Regions from separate parts of the Mus musculus genome. Here region 2 is linked to region 1. The links are chromatin contacts, called in public promoter capture Hi-C maps. All regions are on one chromosome and are shown on one strand. The core of a region is the stretch at or near the end of the contact, and the rest is flanking DNA. Distances in the headings are between cores, read along the strand shown. Region 1 holds the start of Mmp23 (matrix metallopeptidase 23). Region 2 holds the start of Tnfrsf18 (tumor necrosis factor receptor superfamily, member 18).

Region 1 (4,655 bases), core at 33-2,532:
AGTGGTGCACTGCAGAGACCAAGCAGTCGGTGTGGTTGACTGGGTAGAAACCTAAGAAAACACAAGGCTGCAATAATACCTGCGAGGCTGGGCGCGGTCGGGAGCTCTTCAGTTACCCACCTATCTTGAGGTCACTGGGACGTTCAGGGGCCACCTCACGGAAACTGAATGGGGAAACATCACTCCACATTCGAAAGGCAGCAGCCAGGCCCCTTCGCGTCTCTTCCGGGCTTAAAAGATTCCGGGGGAAGGAAAGAACTCTGTGGTGGAGGGCGGCGGTGATGTTAGAGTCAGTGTTGGTGTCTGAGTTATGACCTGACCACCCTCCTCGCTGGTCCAGGTGGCACCTGTATGTGAGGTTGAAGTGGTCCCAGCGCAGCCTGGCCGGTGTCAGCGTGTAGCGGCGTCTTCGGGTTACCGACATGGTCAACAGTCTGGGTACCTGGGCAGTGGAGCTGCCCACATTTGGCGCATCTACATTTCCCTTCATAGGGAGAAGTGAATGTGAGGAGGCCAGAGGAAAGTCTCTAGTGCCCGAGAGTTGTTATCAGAAGCAGACTTTAGGCAACGGGATAGAGGAAGCTGTGGATGAGCCCTCTATTAGGTTTTGGGCTTTAGGAGTTGAGCCAGCCATGGTGGCGCATGCCTTTAATCTCTGAGCGCAGAGGCAGATGGTCTACAGAAGTCAGCCCGGGCTACACAATGAAATCTTGGCTCGGGAAAACAAAACAAAACCTATTGGGAATGGGCAGAGTTGGGGATGGATGCGGTCTCCCACCTCCAGCGGCCGCTGGACACAATGACCCAAGATTCTCGGAACCAGGCACTCACATGCCATCCCACAAAGCCCCTCACACGCGGGCCCCACTGATACACCCTCAGATGCTGACCCGCTCCTCGCACTTACTAGCCTTTCGTCCTCTCACCTGAGCTGCCCTCCAGGCGGTCTCGGTCGGCGCCCCTAGCCACTCCAGCAACGCCAACGCGGAGAGAAGGCACAACCCGCTCAGGGCAGCCCCCAACCAGCGGCCCTGTACCGCGCCGGACGCCTCCGGACGGAGACAGGCCCGGCAGCCCATGGCAGACTCCAGTCGGGTTAGGGCCACAAGGGGCCGCGCGACGTAGGGACCTGGATCGCAGAGCTGGGGCGGAGTGGGAAGGGGATGGGCGGCGGACGGCTCGAGTTACAGCCCTATGGTGAAGAGAGGACCCGGCTGCGCTGGCTCAAATAAGGAACCGACTCGTTAAGTCTGGAACCGTCCGCATCCCCCGGTGCGATTCCAGGAACCAGGCCGAAGGGTCGGCGGCAGAGGCCAGAACACACCCTACAGTGTCGGGGGGTCTGTCAGAACGCGAGGCGCCGGGGCTCAGATTTGGGGTAGGGGCATCAATTGCTCCCCGCACCCACTGGTCGGAGTTGAATGACATTTGGCTTCCCCCCTCAACCCTCTGGTACCACAATGAAATTTGGGAGGGAAGCCTCGGTCCTGGACCGCAGTGACTGAGTGTAAGGAGCATACCCGCCAGAGGGGAGCGCAGAGCGAGGGGACGTGGCAATGAGAGCAGGGTGGCTGAGCGAGCAGAGAGGAAAGATGCCTCAGGAAAGACAAGGAGACCAGCGGGAGTCCTTAGGGCAACTGCTTTAACCAGAGGGTGCTCTCGTTGGTCCAGTGCAGGAAGTTTGGGGAAGGTGCCAGCACCTGGAATCCCTGCCTCAGAGGAGAGGGGATTAAGGCAACTGAGTCAGGAACTGAGTGTGGTGGTCTGGCGCGGTAGGGTTAGGAGGCAGGAGCTATGGTCCAAGGCCTGAAAGCTAGACCCGGCAGCTGATGGCTGTGCTGGGTGGGTACCGAATGAACGCGGCATGGCAACCGAAATTATGCCAGGCACAGCTGCGATCCCGGGACGGGACGGAGCTGACTGTGGGTGGGTGAGAGCAGGCGCAGGAGCCGGGGTTTTCTCCCTCCCAGTCTTCCACTCCGACCTTGGACCCTAGGTGACAGCAACAATGTACTTGGCCAGCAGAGTCAGAGCCAAGCAGCTGGAGTGCCCTGTGGCCCGTAATAGCTGCGCTGGAAGTTCTTGAAAAGGGTCAGCCATCTGCCCCCTCCCTTCCTTACTAAGTGTTTGTTCCAACAAGTGGACGGACCCTCTCTTGCTTCTTCACTCAGCCCCAACGTAACTGTCAAGAGCTTGGCGGCTTCCAACCCAACTCCCTCCTAGCCAGGACCCTCTCTAAGTCGTGTTGCTTTGACCAAAACCTTCACAGTTCAAGTCCTGCCCCAGAGGGGCGGAGGGAGTAATAGGCAAGGGGAAGAGCAAAGGGGGGTGGCCCTCTTATAGGGGCGATAGAAAAGCCACGTGAGCCTTTTGGAGTTTCCGGACGGACCATCTTGTGTCAAACCAAAGCCAGCGCGCACTTTTGGCGGGCTGCATCCTCATCCAGAGCGTTCCTGATCTCCAGGCAGTCTGGAGCCTGATGCCGGGCGGGGCGTGGGGTGGGGCCTGGGCAGCGGGGGAGGGGCGGTGAGGATCTCTGGGGCCTGCCCAACACCCTTAGGCAAGGAACAGGAAGCAAAGTCCGATAATCTTTTTATAAAATACAGGGGTTTTGAAGGAAGGTCTGCGATCAGCCACGGCGTGTGGAGTGCGCTCACACGAAGATCTGAATGCGGTCGCGGATGGGCTGGCGGCAGATGGGGCAGGCGTTAAGCGCGGCGCCACAGGGCGCGCACGCTCCATGGCCGCACTGGAACACCAGGCGGATGTGGCTGTCGATGCAGATGGGGCAGGTGATGCGCTCCTCCATCTGCCTGTAGCGGCTCTGTAGCTCCTCCACCAGTTGCCGAGGCGGGCCGGGCACCTGGATGGCATTTACCACCTCTGAGCCGTCTGTGGGATGAGGTGAGTGGGAATCAGCAACAGAAGGCGTGGAGATTAGGTGCAGGCCGGTGAGCACGCCACAGGACGAGGAGGGGCGGGGCCGAGCCCCACCCTACCCACCTGGGCGGAGCTTCTTGCTGATGACCACCTGGCACCTGATACACTTCTTCATCCTTCGAGCGCACTCTGCCGGGGGCGGTGCACTGTTAGTAGGGCTGGACTAGGCAGCTGGGCCACCCTGGTCCTCCACACACACCCCGAACTCACCCTCACACACTGTGCGGTGCTGACACGGTGAGAACAGAATTAGCAATGCCAGCTCCGAGCACACCAGGCACTCGGCAGCTTCTGGCCCTGCCGTGCCAGACACGTGCAGGTTCGTCACGGTGTTAGGAGTACTCAGCACATGCCGGGGGCCCGGGGGCACACCCCCACCGCCACCTGCCTGTCGCTCCCTGCAGTTGGAGGAGGGGGCTTGAAAGGTGGCCCAATGGCCTTAATGGTTGTCCCCCTACAAGCCCTCCATCATGGGCTCACCTGAAGCGCTGGGCACAGCCCTGCAAGGCCTTGAGCACTCGGCCCTCTGTGGCCAGGTCCAGTGGGCTCCGGCCGCGGTGGTTTGCGTAGCTCACATCAGCACCCTCCAACGCCAGGAAGCAGGCCACTGCAGCGCCTACAGTCAACTCTGTGCAGCCTGGGAGGCCTGAGGCCTGTAGCTGAGTGGCAGGACATACAGATAAGGGTGGAAACCCCACAAAGACTTGAAGGAAGCCTTTGCTGGCATTGGGCTACCCCAGAAAGCTGAACAATGGTATCGCTGTCTGGGCTAATGCTTCTGGATCTAGAATGACTCAGGAAAGCAGGCCCCAAAGGTGCCCTTTGTTAGGCAGGTGCAGAAACTCTGAGATCCTTCATCCCAAATGGGCCCCAACCCTTTTCCAGGTTGGTCTGGATTACAGAGAAAAGCTCCTGAAATTCAGGGTTCCAAACTGCCCTACTCTCCAGAAACCCTGGTTCTCTGGAGTATAATGAGAAATAAAAAATCACCCAGGCCCTCCTTTCCAGTACCCGCACCGTACTTCCTCACCCTTGACAGCAGCTGCAAGGGCCCTGGGTCTCCCCCAGCCCTGTCAGCCACAAGGGGCAACAGCTGGTGACGCTGTAGTGCCACATGCAGGGCCGTGTCACCCTCCTCGTCCTCCGTGTTGACACTGCAGCCTGCGTCCACTAGCAGCGGTACCAGCCCCAGGTGGGCCTGCTGTACAGCCAGATGAAGTGGAGACTGAAGCTTCCGGTTCCGCACATTCACATCACAGCGACCCTAGGGCACGGATGGGCACAGGCTCAGCTTTGACGTCCCACTTGGTCTGGTTCCTGGCCTTGGGTGGCCCCGGGACCCCTGCACCCACCTCTCGGATTAGGACCTGGGCCACCTCCCGGTGGTTGTTGAGGGCTGCCAGATGCAGTGCGGTAAAGCCATCCTCCTTCTTGGCATCCACCAGCTGCCGGGCCCTTGCCAGAATCTTCCTGACTGCTCTGTGGGGACAAGAGGGTATGTCCAGGGACTTCCCTAAGCACTCCACTGAGTGCTCTGGATCAGGATAGCCTGGCAGTAGGTCAAAAGACTGGATGACAGCAGTGTGCCCAACCCCCACACTCACAGCACATGGCCCTTGAGGGATGCATGGTGTAGCAGTGTGAAGCCCTGGCTATTGGTAGCAGTGACATCGATGCCAGGGACCTCGGTGAGGACTTCAACAATGCTGCTGGCA
Region 2 (4,526 bases), core at 851-3,350, 370 kb after region 1:
AAAGGACACGTGATGAAGGATTCTTTGCTAATTACAGGCATGCTTTCCTTCAGCACGTGGAGGACACATGATATTTGGAGGGAGTAAAAATAGGACTCCACCGAGTGTTGGAGAGAGAGCTTGGCTTGCTGATACATCTAGCTGTACACCGCTCATGTGTCTTGAGTCTTCACTGATCTTTGCTTCCCTGAGAGAGACAGAGCCAAGAACTTCTAGTGTTTCTGTTAGTCCTTCCTGGCCTGGCTGGCTGCTAGGGCATGTCACCGCTGTTGCTAACCTGACTCTACTGAACTGGTGTATCTGTGAAGTGTTTGCAAGTAGACCTAGCTGCGACTGCCTGCTGACCTGTGAACTGAACTGCCGATTTCCAGACAACACAGACAGGAGTTGCTCCAAAGAACCTTTCTAAACAGAGCCACGTCCCCTGTGTCCTTTCTTTCCCACTATGTCTGGTGGGTGGTGGGCTACAAGGGAAGTTAACGCATTTAAGAACCATCATTGGGCTGGTGAGATGGCTCAGTGGGTAAGAGCACCCGACTGCTCTTCCGAAGGTCAGGAGTTCAAATCCCAGCAACCACATGGTGGCTCACAACCATCCGATCACGAGATCTGACTCCCTCTTCTGGAGTGTCTGAAGACAGCTACAGTGTACTTATATATAATAAATAAATAAATAACTCTTTAAAAAAAAAAAAAAAAGAATTAAAAAAAAAAAAAAAAAAGAACCATCATTAAAAGTAAGGGTGAAAAAATTAAAGTTACACCACAGTTATATCCTGAGATGTTCAAATTCACCCTCGGTCCTCCCAACAGTCCTCACTATGTTTCCCTGTGCTTATTCAGCTGGAAGATGTGGGAAGTAAGGCTGAGTACAGCAGAGGACTCCTGACAGAGGCAGGGTTCCAGAACCGTCAGTGGCCACACGAAGAAGCTGTTAGGAGACTCCCAGCACAGCATTGGCTCTCTTTCAGACCCCAGATTAGGCACAAACTACACACAAACACCTGTTCTCACAGAGAGATTCTTTACTAAGCAGGGAAGAAAAGTTAAAGTGGTTGTTTTCTGACTCAGGCACAAAAACAGCAGCAAATGACCTTTCACATGTAATTTTTGTTTGTTTGTTTGTTTGTTTGTTTTTTGAGAAAGGGTTTCTCTGTGTAGCCCTGGCTGTCCTGGAACTCACTCTGTAGACCAGGCTGGCCTCGAACTCAGAAATCTGCCTGCCTCTGCCTCCCGAGTGCTGGGATTAAAGGCGAGCGCCACCACACCCGGCTTCACATGCAATTTTTAAGAAGAGAAAAAGGGGAGGCCTGTGTTAGAATGGATTAGGATGCAGTGGTATATTTTAATTGGGCATGTTAATTAGTTGAACCAAAGGGGTTTTTTGATTGCTGGACTTCAATACTTTGATAGCGGAACCTTGGCAGTCAGCCTCCGGAGGAGGAAATGGCCAAATAAGAGAAAAGACCTTGGTGGGCAGGTAACCCTGAGTTTAGGGGTGTAATCTAGCCAGTCAGAGAGAATGGAAGAGAAGGGCAAGGCCTGTCAGAGCCATGCTGGCCATGTTCAAGAAAATGAGGCTCACCTGTATCTGGGACTCCTTTCTTGTTGTCTAAAATTGTGTGAGGAAGTGAACAAAAGTGGCTCCAGGGAGAGCCAAGCTGGAACTGCCAAGGCTAGACCTGGGCAGGCCACACCGCCCATGGCTTCATGTACTTGCTAGGAATACCTACTTTATGATGATCTTCTTAACGAGGCATGGTGTGTGCTCTGGACTCCTCTCGCTGGCTCTCCTAGTTTCCCAGGCTTAGAGGAACTTCCTGGGGCAGAAGGGGGAAGGGGGTAGTTTTATACAATAAGGGGTGCCCACAGGTGGCAGCAGTGGCACATGTGAATGGGCATCCTTTTCCTCTGTAGCCTAGCCAGGGCGAGTTTGCTGGAGTTGGGAGAGGCATGTAGGGGTTAGGAGATGTCCAGAAAGGGGATAGCTCTGCTCTACACTTCACAGAAGGCCTTTACAAACACCTCAGATGTCTGCCGGAAACTGGAGGTGGAGCTGGCCTGAAGCCCAGTCTGAGGGGTGGGGACAGAGGCAGAGGCAGAGACAAGGCAAGTTGGAGCGGGAACTCCTGAAATCAGCCGACAGAAGACTCAGGAGAAGCACTATGGGGGCATGGGCCATGCTGTATGGAGTCTCGATGCTCTGTGTGCTGGACCTAGGTCAGCCGAGTGTAGTTGAGGAGCCTGGCTGTGGCCCTGGCAAGGTTCAGAACGGAAGTGGCAACAACACTCGCTGCTGCAGCCTGTATGCTCCAGGTAAGGCAAGGAGGAGAGTGGGACTCAGGCTGTAGAGCAGCGCCCTTCCCGACACTCATATGAGGAGGCTGGGCACAGGGCACATGTGAGTTGGTAGGTAAATCTTTGAGTCTGGAGCTCTGATAAGGAGGTAGAGGGACAACTTCCTCTCAGAATGTGGGAGCAGAGGCAAAAGAGGCTGGGAACTTCTCCCTGAAGAAGGATTGGGGATCCAAGATGAAAGAGGACCATCTGTTAGGTGGACCAAACCTTAGCCATCACTGAAGATACTCTTTGTCTGGGTTGGAGTCTCAACATTTCCTCTGGTTTGTCCACTGACTGTGACTTACAATTGTAGGTGTAGGACAGTCTGTGGACCAAAGAAGAATATCTCAGCACCTCACCTTGCCACACTTCTGGTATAGAAAGGGGCAGCTCTGAAGCCCCATGTCTCTGAGATAGAGATGTGGATATCAGTGAAGGCAGCTGATGAGGTTGTTCTAGTCCCTTGAGGGGCAATATGGGGTGAGAATGGGGCAGCATGGGCCCAGGGCCCATAGGAAGCCCCAGGTGACTCCCACATCCAATGGAACTTACGAAACCACAACTTTAGAGCAGTGGGAGGTATATATGCTAGCTGTCAGCCAACTGAAATGAAACAGTGAACTAGACAAAGCTTAGGGTCTTGCAATTGGGGTTGATTGAGAATGGAGCCATAGCACCCTAAATACTTGAAGGATCAGTAGAAGCTCTGGAGAAGGGGCTCTGTCTAATGGCTGAGGCTCTTATTCTTGTCCAGGCAAGGAGGACTGTCCAAAAGAAAGGTGCATATGTGTCACACCTGAGTACCACTGTGGAGACCCTCAGTGCAAGATCTGCAAGCACTACCCCTGCCAACCAGGCCAGAGGGTGGAGTCTCAAGGTATGTTCCTAGGGGACTGATAAAAGCCACAGACAATCATGAGTTGGACCTAGGGCCAAGCTGATATACCCAGTGAGCATGTGTAGACATGTAAGAATGTTTGCAGATAGAGCTCTCACGGGTGCATCTTCTAGGTAGGCAAAGACCTACATCCTAGATTCTAGAAGGGATAGGTGGGTCAAGTGGTCTCTGGGTACCCGAGCCCTTCTTCTTAGGCAGGAATGGTCCATCGTGAGGGTGGGGATGTCTTCTCAGGGATGTTGGTGAGAGGCTGTGGGGAGCTGCCCAGGTGCTGGTCTGCTCTCAGACTATTATTATTCTGACTATGGTCAGATCTTACCACCAATCCTGTCCGTCTTCATAGGGACCAATGTATCATGCCAGTTCTAGAATAGGCACACATGGTAAGCAATAGCTTATTCAGGCCCTAGACCTGTGGACATTAGACCTGGTGAATAGATAGACCCTTGTCTGACTCCTTCTTCATTAACTTCAGGGGTCCTAATATTCTGTCTATCCACAGGGGATATTGTGTTTGGCTTCCGGTGTGTTGCCTGTGCCATGGGCACCTTCTCCGCAGGTCGTGACGGTCACTGCAGACTTTGGACCAAGTAAGTCCTGGATGAGTAGCCTAGGCCCGTTCTAAGAAAGCCTCCCCTATCCCTTTCTTGCAGTGACCACCAGAGAACCCCCATTCTTCTCCCAAATGGCTTAGGGGACAGCAGTCCTTCTAGTGTGGTCCCTTTGGTAACCAATCCTGACAGTGTCTGTCTGTGTCCCAGCTGTTCTCAGTTTGGATTTCTCACCATGTTCCCTGGGAACAAGACCCACAATGCTGTGTGCATCCCGGAGCCACTGCCCACTGAGCAATACGGCCATTTGACTGTCATCTTCCTGGTCATGGCTGCATGCATTTTCTTCCTAACCACAGTCCAGCTCGGCCTGCACATATGGCAGCTGAGGAGGCAACACATGTGTCCTCGAGGTCAGTTGTGTCCCAGGGAAGGGGAAAATGTGTCTCAGGCCCCTCACTTACCGCACGCAGTTTTACTACAGAGACCCAGCCATTCGCGGAGGTGCAGTTGTCAGCTGAGGATGCTTGCAGCTTCCAGTTCCCTGAGGAGGAACGCGGGGAGCAGACAGAAGAAAAGTGTCATCTGGGGGGTCGGTGGCCATGAGGCCTGGTCTTCCTCTGTGCCCCAAGCCAGACGCTACAAGACTTGCCCAGCTATACCCTTGGTGAGAGCAGGGGCCATGTTCTGCACCCTTCCCTGGGCCTGGCCCTGCTCCCCTCAACAGTGGCGGAAGT

The links. Promoter capture Hi-C pulls out the DNA fragments that hold promoters and counts their contacts.
Region 2: a contact with region 1 is called in a promoter capture Hi-C map of liver, with 2.3 times the contacts expected there. The contact joins the promoter of Tnfrsf18 here to the promoter of Mmp23 in region 1. A contact is called at or near these places in 2 of 39 promoter capture datasets (both in liver) and 1 of 484 Hi-C or Micro-C datasets (embryonic stem cells).

Annotation. Positions count from the first base shown.
Region 1 is chr4:155,652,102-155,656,756 of GRCm38.p6, forward strand. Mmp23 (matrix metallopeptidase 23) reads right to left here and starts at 1,283. Exons shown (of 8, transcript NM_011985.3): 1 at 927-1,283; 2 at 348-484; 3 at 121-260; 4 at 1-51. The coding sequence starts at 1,079. Mib2 (mindbomb E3 ubiquitin protein ligase 2) reads right to left here. Exons shown (of 20, transcript NM_001369164.1): 14 at 4,545-4,655; 15 at 4,293-4,419; 16 at 3,971-4,204; 17 at 3,421-3,599; 18 at 3,151-3,338; 19 at 3,004-3,069; 20 at 2,367-2,892. The coding sequence ends at 2,654.
Region 2 is chr4:156,024,222-156,028,747 of GRCm38.p6, forward strand. Tnfrsf18 (tumor necrosis factor receptor superfamily, member 18) reads left to right here and starts at 2,101. Exons shown (of 5, transcript NM_009400.3): 1 at 2,101-2,316; 2 at 3,095-3,217; 3 at 3,741-3,828; 4 at 4,000-4,202; 5 at 4,274-4,526. The coding sequence starts at 2,166. The coding sequence ends at 4,395. It overlaps Gm16008 (predicted gene 16008), which reads right to left. Exons shown (of 5, transcript NR_169176.1): 2 at 4,254-4,333.